2 separate regions of the Mus musculus genome follow, and region 2 is linked to region 1. A link is a contact called in public HiChIP or PLAC-seq data. All regions are on one chromosome and are shown on one strand. Each heading gives the region's core, a stretch centred on a gene start, on an enhancer-like site or on the middle of the called end of the contact. The rest is flanking DNA. Distances are from core to core; before and after follow the strand shown.

Region 1 (4,097 bases), core at 1,042-3,541:
AAAAGTCTGTAAGTGGACCAGCATAATGTGCTTAATGGTGTACACCTTTAATCCCAGCATTCAGGAGACAAAGGCAGGTGGATCAATTTGAGTGTGGGGACAGCCCAGTCTACACTGCAAGTTCCAAGAAAGCTGGGGCTACACAGTGAGACCCTGCCTCAAAAGTAAATAAAAACACAAATATACAATCCCTAGGGCTGAGGAGGCGGGTCAATCAGTAAAGAAAAACTTGCTTTGCAAGTATTAGGACCACAGGTTGATTCCCAGAACTCACGTTAAAAACACCAACAAAAAAACAAAAACAAAACCAAGAGAGCCAGTTAGTTTCCTAAGACTTTCTGGCCACCAGTCTAGACTACTTTGCAAGTAAATTCTAAGCCAGCAAGAGACTTTATAGATGGCATCCCTAAGGTGACACTCAAGGTTATCCTCTATCCTCCACAAGAGTGCACCTGCACACACACGCACATGTGCACACACGTGCACACGCACCCCCTAATGAAAACAATACTAAAAAGAATAGAAGGCCAGGCAGTGGTGGCGCACGCCTTTAATCCCAGGCTCTTGGGAGGCAGAGGCAGGTGGATTTCTGAGTTCGAGGCCAGCCTGGTCTACAGAGTGAGTTCCAGGACAGCCAGGGCTATACAGATAAAATGAAAAAAAAAAAAAAAAAAAAAAAGAAGAGAAATTTTCTGAGCCTTTAACAAACTCCTAATTCCCGGACTCAGCAGAGTGAGCTGTACACGCGTAAAGGGGAAGCTAACATTTCCTGGGATCGGTGCTTTCTCTTCAGAAAATAAGGCTCTAACAGGATCTCTCTTCAAACTACACAGCAGAGCTGTGGGTGCTCAGGCCATCCTCCACCGGAAGCTGGGGACTTCCTACTCTGAGCTGGCATGTGCAGGTCTCAGTCACCCCCAGAGTAAGGCCACAGCTACTGGATAAACCTCCGGGACAGCAGTGTTTCCTCTGAGCATAAGTAACAACTACATGCTTCTGTGCTTCACACAGCTCACAAACGCCCTTTTTTTTGCACACATGAACTTGCACACATGAACACACAAAAATATAATTTAAATAAAATCTAACAGTATTTTTTTTTTCCTCTGAGACTTAAAAGCTTCCAGTTAGGCAATCTCCCCCTGAATGTCTTTTTCAGAAACATTCTGGCATTTAGATGTCAGTATTGGCTACATTTGGCAGCTGATAAATATCACAGTTCAAGCCCCTCCCGGGTTAGTTATGCCGTTACCCTCAGTTCCCAGTGGTCAGTCCCACTTCAGGCTTTTCTGAGCTCTTAAACAGCCATGCACAACCTTTGACACTGTGACACATTGTCATCTACAAAGTTCGTGCTTCAAGAACCCTGACTGAGTTATAAAAGAAAAAGCTCAGAATGTTTCAAGTGAGTTTACAGTTTTTGCTGGGCTATATCCAGCTACCCAGGTTGCAGCCAACTGTACACAGATCCACTTTTCAGTAACTGTGCGCTGTTCTTGGGAAAATACAACCCCCAACAAAAGGCCGCTCAGAAACACATCTGTACCACAAAATCTCATTGAGAAAACCTTTGATTCATGCCTTTAAATCTCTTTACATAGAAAGAACCCGCACTGAAATTTTTGGAGATTGTTAGAAGGATCTGAAAGTTCTAGAACCTTAAAAAAAAAAGTCCATGTCTTTGACTTTACAGAAACAACCTTTCATCAGACTTCATCAAGGCGAAAAGCAGCCAGGCGTCAAAAGCTTTTTAATGAGTCTTTTTGTTTTCAGCTCTTTCGTTTTCCAGCCTAGCTCTTCACTCTCTACCCATCCTCCAACCCATTTCCCATATTTTAAGTCCTCTAAAGATTAGTAACAACAGCGGCTATTTTCTTTTAAAGAACCGACTAATGGAGGTGCACAGAACGTCACATAAATTCACATTAAATTCTGGCAATACATTTATAGAAAATCAGAGACTTGGTTGGGGGTGAAATAAGTTGTCTCAGTTTGGCCAAGATTCATCTTGACACCAATGTCCCTTCCCTAACTATTACACTCTGCTCTGTTAAACACAAAGTGTTTTCTTCCCTCCTGAAGTATTTCTCTGACTAACTCCTGAACCTTCAGGAAATGTCCTAGCAGAACCAGAAGGTCCTCTTTGCTAGGTTAATGTTTTTGCCAAAACACTGACAAAAACTGTAAAGTTGAAACACTGTGGAGAGAGCCGTGACCTCTGACCCTTCCCTCCTGGCAGAGATCAGTGAGCAGGCCCTGGGAGGGGGGTTGGGGGGACGAAGCTGGGGCCAGTTTCCCAGTCCATCAGTGTGGATGAAAAGCTGTCCCCTCTGGGCATTCCCGGGCTACGATCAGTGCATCATGGAATGAGGATAAGGTTCTGGGGAGGTGAAGGCCACAGCTGTGAGGATGAGAATCAGAAATGACAGCAGGCAGAGGTGTTTACCATGATCTTCCCCTGCAGACTCTTTAGCATGTTTGCCTAAGTCTGCACAATGAACTCACCATAGCCAAAGCTAGATGGCTGTGCCCTCCATCCTGCAATGCCTACGAAGCCTCGAAATGGCTCACCTTCCCTGAACTTGCAAACTGAAATATTTCATTACACTTGGGAGGAGAGCTGGCACAAGTGGCCCAGCTCTTTCCCCACTCCATGAGGCCTAATTTTTTAGAACACATTATTAATGGTCAGGAGGCTCCAAGAAGAACTCTTCTGCCAAGATGTACTTGGCAAAGGGAATTTATCTCCTTAAACACAAGGAGGAAAAATCAGTTCCAATCTGCTTGCTAAACTTTTCACCTATTCACTCAGAAGAAAACCACAGCTGTATTTTTTGTTTTGTTTTGGAAGAAGTTTCACTCTATAATCCAGGCTGGCCTGGAATTCTCTATATAGCCTATGCTAGTCTTAAACCTAGATAATCCTCCAGCCTCAGCCTGCCCCAGCCTGCCCCAGCCTGCCCAGCCTGCCCCAGCCTGCCTCAGCCTGCCCAGCCTACCCGAGTCTGCCCCAGCCTGCCCCAGTCTGCCCAGCCTGCCCCAGTCTGCCCAGCCTGCCCCAGCCTGCCCCAGCCTGCCCCAGCCTGCCTCAGCCTGCCCAGCCTACCCGAGTCTGCCCCAGCCTACCCCAGCCTGCCCCAGCCTGCCTCAGCCTGCCCAGCCTGCCCCAGCCTGCCCCAGCCTGCCCCAGCCTGCCCCAGCCTGCCTCAGCCTGCCCAGTAGAGAAATGAGCACAGTTGATTGACCATTTCTAGTTTGTCAACTCTGCTACATTTTCTTTAAACAAAATCCCAAATGCCAAGTTGTTCAATGCACTTACCTTGATCATTAGATCCCACGTGGTCCTCCAGTCCTATCACATACTTCCCTCCTCTCAGGGGCGGAACGTGACCAGACTCGGGGTAATGAGGAAGGACTTCTCCTTCCAGAGGAGGGACAGGAACATCTGGCTCTGAAGGCACTGGCCCTGCCTCTGGATAGGACTGGGTGTTTCTGCCCCCAAGGTCTTCGTTGACTGGAGTTAGGAGAGCTGCATCTGCCTCTGGAGGAGCTGGGGCTCTGGTACCCATCTGGTCCAAAAGCTCCGCTGGGTCCCTGAAATCCAGAACCTCTCCCTCTCCCACCGGCCGCCCCTGTTTGGTTTGAGGGTCCAAAGAAGCCGATTCTGTTTCCCGGTAGGATGGCCAGTTACCAGGTGCTGGATATGGCCAAGGAGAAGCGCGGTCGGAACCTGGAGATGAGGTGCCGACGTCCACAAGGCCTGGATCAGCCTTTGAATTGAAAGACACATCAATTCTGCTGTGGCCTTCCGGGGCCTCCCCCGGTTCAACTGGTGGGTACTCAACATCCTCTTCATTCTCATCGTAGTAATGGAAACTGTCCTCGGTGTAGCTCTCCAGGGCTGCAGCATGGCTGAAGGGGTGCTCCAGTGCTGAGGAACGGGCTGTGGAAGGGTCACCTCCAACTGTGGCTGGACGGACATTGTCCAGGGCAAACCTGCTGCCGATGTGAAAAGCCCACACTCCAGGAATCCCCAGGTTGCTTAGCCTAAGAACAAAGGAGAAGAGCTGATTGTAAGCAGTCCATTCATTCTCCTT
Region 2 (3,823 bases), core at 260-2,759, 91 kb before region 1:
GCCATGTGTGTACTGCCCATGGCCCCATGGGTCACATGCAGCCAAGGAGAGTGACGGATAAGGCTCAACACAAAATGACGAAATGATAAACTCACTTTAAGCCTTATAAGGGCTTTTATGGTTTACTCGTTTATCTGTAACCAGACTGCATAGTTCTGTGTGATGTTTATAATTGACTTTGGGGTGTCACCATCAAAAGGTTAGGCACTCTTGCCTAGCCCGTTTTGTACTAAAACCTAGGATTTCCCCTCCAGTTATAAACCAGAGGTAAGGCAGAGGGGCTGGTATACATTTTATCTTAAGATCTTCTTGTTCCATTCTAATCCATAGCTCCTATCTTGGTTCTTATACACGGGCATTTTGGGGGTTTTCCCTCTAACTCTTGATACTAAATATTAGCATGGATTAAGTGCCTACTTGAAGATTTTAATATGAAATACCCCAACAGGCTCATGGTTGAACAGTTGGTCCCTAATTAGTAACACCATTTTGGAAGGCTGTGGAAACTTTGGCGGGCCTGGGAAGTAGGTCACTGAGAGACTGTCTTTGAAGGCTATACCTGTTTCTGCCTAGACTGACTTTCTGCTTCCTGTCCACCAAGAAGCAAGAAACTGCCTGAACATGCTTCCACTAGCTGGCCACAGAACCAACCTAGCATACTGTGGGCTCAATTTTCTGCAACCATGAGCAGAAATAGGTCCTTCCTGTTTTCCGCTGTTTCTGTCAGGTACTTTGCCAGGGTGAAAGTTTCTAACGTATCTGTACTCCTTCACAGAGCCCCAATGGGTAATATTCCCTTTCAGTGTGATATACAAGCTAGAAAAGTTGAGTCACTTGTACAAAAACCTCCATTGCCTCAATCAGTGCCTCAAACAGCATCTTCTCTCCTCCCTTAGTTCTGTACCAGGACACCAGAGGGCATGCTACACCCCAAGCACATCCTACAGTAGATATTCATGCCAGGGGAGCAGTTAACTCTGCTTTCTCTGAGAATCACGTTTCTATTAATCCCGACCTGGGTCCCAGTTTTTATGTACTCATATATTATACACATGAGTGTTTTGCCTACATGTATGAATATGAATCATGTGTGTGCAGTGTTTGCAGAGGCCAGAAAGGGGTGTCAGATCTCCCTGGAACTGGAGTTACAAAGGGGTTGGGAGCCGTCACGTGGGTGCTGGGAGCTGAACCCTAGATCTTCTGCAGAAGCACTGAGTCATCTCTCCGTTCCTCAGTCCCAGTCCTTAAAAGCTATCTCTGCTCAGCCAATACACAATGGCACCTTAAAGAGTCTTTTTTTTTCTTTTTGATCGTTTGTTTTGTTCTTTGAGACATAGTCTTGTGGTAGATAGTCCTGGGGCTCATTATATTGGATGTTAATTCCGTTCTCCTGTGAGTGGTTGTGAACAAGGAATGAGTCACCACTCAGGTGATTTCCTGTAGACCTGCTTCCCACCTTAATTTGTAAAATAAAGGAGAGCTGATGATTGGGCAGATAAAAGGGAAGGTGGAACAGAAGGTAGGGGAGGGAAGAAGGGGAAAATGGAAGAGGGAGAGGGTGTAGAGGAGGAAGAAGACTAAGAAAAGCAGAGCAGAAGCACATGGCCTGGAGAAACTGCAAGTTCTAAGTTCAAGTTCTGATAAGATGGAATGAAAGACCCACAATGTGAGGGCTCCCCCACATTCTGACTCAGGAGAGGCGACACCCCAAAATCACCCACAAGAAACGGGTCTTGCTGCAAATTGCAAGAGGATTTTTATTCAAGAGCGCTCTCGGGCCCATGGTCATACACCACACAGGGTAGAGGACCTTGGCGCTCCGAGTAGCTGGGTAAGGGGGTATTTAAAGGAAGAAACCAGAAACTCAAGGAAGTGGGGAGGGCGTTGTTGGAAGATACCAAAGATACCAGTTAAGAGTCACAAGGAAGTGTAAAGTTACAAGAGTCACAAGGAATACCTGGTAATTGTTAACTCTCAAGACAGCTTCTAAGAGCCCCTAACAATAGAACATTTGCATTGCAGGTTCTGGTAATGGCCAGGGTGACTTTCTTTGAATGAGCACTCTTTGAACCCAGGAAGCAGGTGGGTAGAGGAATGTCGCTATCTCTTTTATGATTAGCATACCTTTACAAAGGCCACATTCCCAAGCCTGGGCCTAAAGGCCTAGAATTCTGTTTTTACGTTGTTATACTTTCAGGAGAAGATGGTAGTGTAGCGGTAGATCTGCCCAATCTAGGCGCATGGCTTGTATTCATATTAACTGAGTTGTGTTGTCATTGCCGGGGCATATTTGGGAGGAGATTTACCACAACATAGTCTCTCTACACAGTACTAACTGTCCTGGAACTTACAATGTAGACCAGGCTGGCCTCCAACTCACAGAGATCCATCTGCCTCTCTTTCTGGAGTGCTCAAAGAAATGTGGTGGTGGTAGTGGTGGTGTGTGTGTGGGGGGGTGTAGTTTGTTTGATTAATTTTTGTTTGTTTGTTTTTAATTTTCTTGTTTGGGGTTTTGTTTGTTTTTGAGGTGACTATCTCTACATGGGCCCAGGAAGCAAATATTTATCCAAGTATTCCTGAAGAGAAACACAGACACTGCAGATGAAGTTCGAAGGTTGGGCTAAGTGTTGGTTTAGATCAGGGGTTAACAAACCAAAGCCATAGCCAAGTTCACCTGGTGTTTGTAGTATAATGATTAAAATTCTCAAAAGAGCAGGGCACTGGTGGTATACACCTTTAATCCCAGCACCCAAGGGGGCAGAGGTACTCTGAGTTTGAGGCCAGCCTGGTCTACAGAGTAAGTTCTAGGCCAGCCAAGGCTACACAGAGAAACTCTGTATACAACAATAGCAACAACAGTGATAGATAGATAGATAGATAGATAGATAGATAGATAGATAGATAGATAGATTTTATTAAAAATATGTATCAAGGGCTGGAGAGATGGCTCAGCCGTTAAAGGCTAGGCTCACAACCAAAAATATGTATCAAAAGAGAAGTTTTGACATGGAAATTACTTAGCACTCAAATTGCAGTTTCTGTATTTTCCTTGGATGGTTTCATCCATCAGTGTGACATTCTTGCTCCCTGTCTTCAAGCTGCAAGAAAGGCAAAGTCTAGAGAACAACAGCTTCTTCACAGCTCCCAGCCAGCACTGACTTTCTACTTGGGAATAATTTCTCAGAAAGCTTAGATAGCTCTGACGAACCTAAACACTGCACATCCTAAATCCCACAGATTTTTGAATTATGTAATGGGAATGAGGCTTGGAACCCGGAGCTTGAATAGCACTTTGGAAGGCTCTCCACTGGGCTTCCTGCACTTGGCACCTCCGCAAATTTGTGGCTGTTCTGGTTTGTGTCCTGTGTAAGTCTGCTTGAATTTACCATTAATTACAATAATTAAAATCACGGAGTCTCCTCGGTGGGAATTTTCCAGCTCCTAGACAGAAATATTTTCTTACAAGCTCCCTCTACTGGCCTGTTCTCAGAAGGACACTTCTTTCTCTCTCTCTCTCTCTCTCTCTCTCTCTCTCTCTCTCTCTCTCTCTCTCTCTCTCTCTCTCTCTCCCTCCCTCCCTCCCTCCCTCCCTCCCTCCCTTCCTTCCTTTCCTTCTTTCTATTTAATTTATTATCTTTAATCGTTTTTTTTTTTACAGTCCAGTCATTATCCTCCTCCTGGTCTACCCTCTGACAGTTCCTCATCCCATTCCTCTCCCTCCCACCACCCTCCTCCCACCCCTGTCTCCGAGAAGATGTCCCTACCCCTCCACTCCACCTCACCTCCCCCACCCCACCTGGGTAGGATTATTGATTGTTCCTCT

The links. HiChIP or PLAC-seq counts read pairs in DNA pulled down with a chosen protein or histone mark.
Region 2: an H3K27ac HiChIP or PLAC-seq map of embryonic stem cells shows a contact between it and region 1, with 7 read pairs. The contact joins two enhancer-like sites. A contact is called at or near these places in 2 of 115 datasets of contacts at active chromatin or transcription factors (both in embryonic stem cells) and 1 of 9 other capture datasets (pancreatic islet).

The regions. Positions count from the first base shown.
Region 1 is chr14:19,768,160-19,772,256 of GRCm38.p6, reverse strand. It overlaps Nid2 (nidogen 2), which reads right to left. Exons shown (of 21, transcript NM_008695.2): 4 at 3,320-4,047. Among named protein-coding and RNA genes, the nearest start is that of Nid2, 19 kb to the right of the region's middle. Within about 2 kb of position 2,291, at least 48 of the 459 cell types and tissues checked have an H3K27ac peak or open chromatin away from gene starts, as enhancers often do. A contact at or near this core is called in embryonic stem cells, where this site is marked.
Region 2 is chr14:19,858,972-19,862,794 of GRCm38.p6, reverse strand. No RefSeq gene overlaps it. Among named protein-coding and RNA genes, the nearest start is that of D14Ertd670e, 22 kb to the right of the region's middle. Within about 2 kb of position 1,509, at least 19 of the 459 cell types and tissues checked have an H3K27ac peak or open chromatin away from gene starts, as enhancers often do. A contact at or near this core is called in embryonic stem cells, where this site is marked.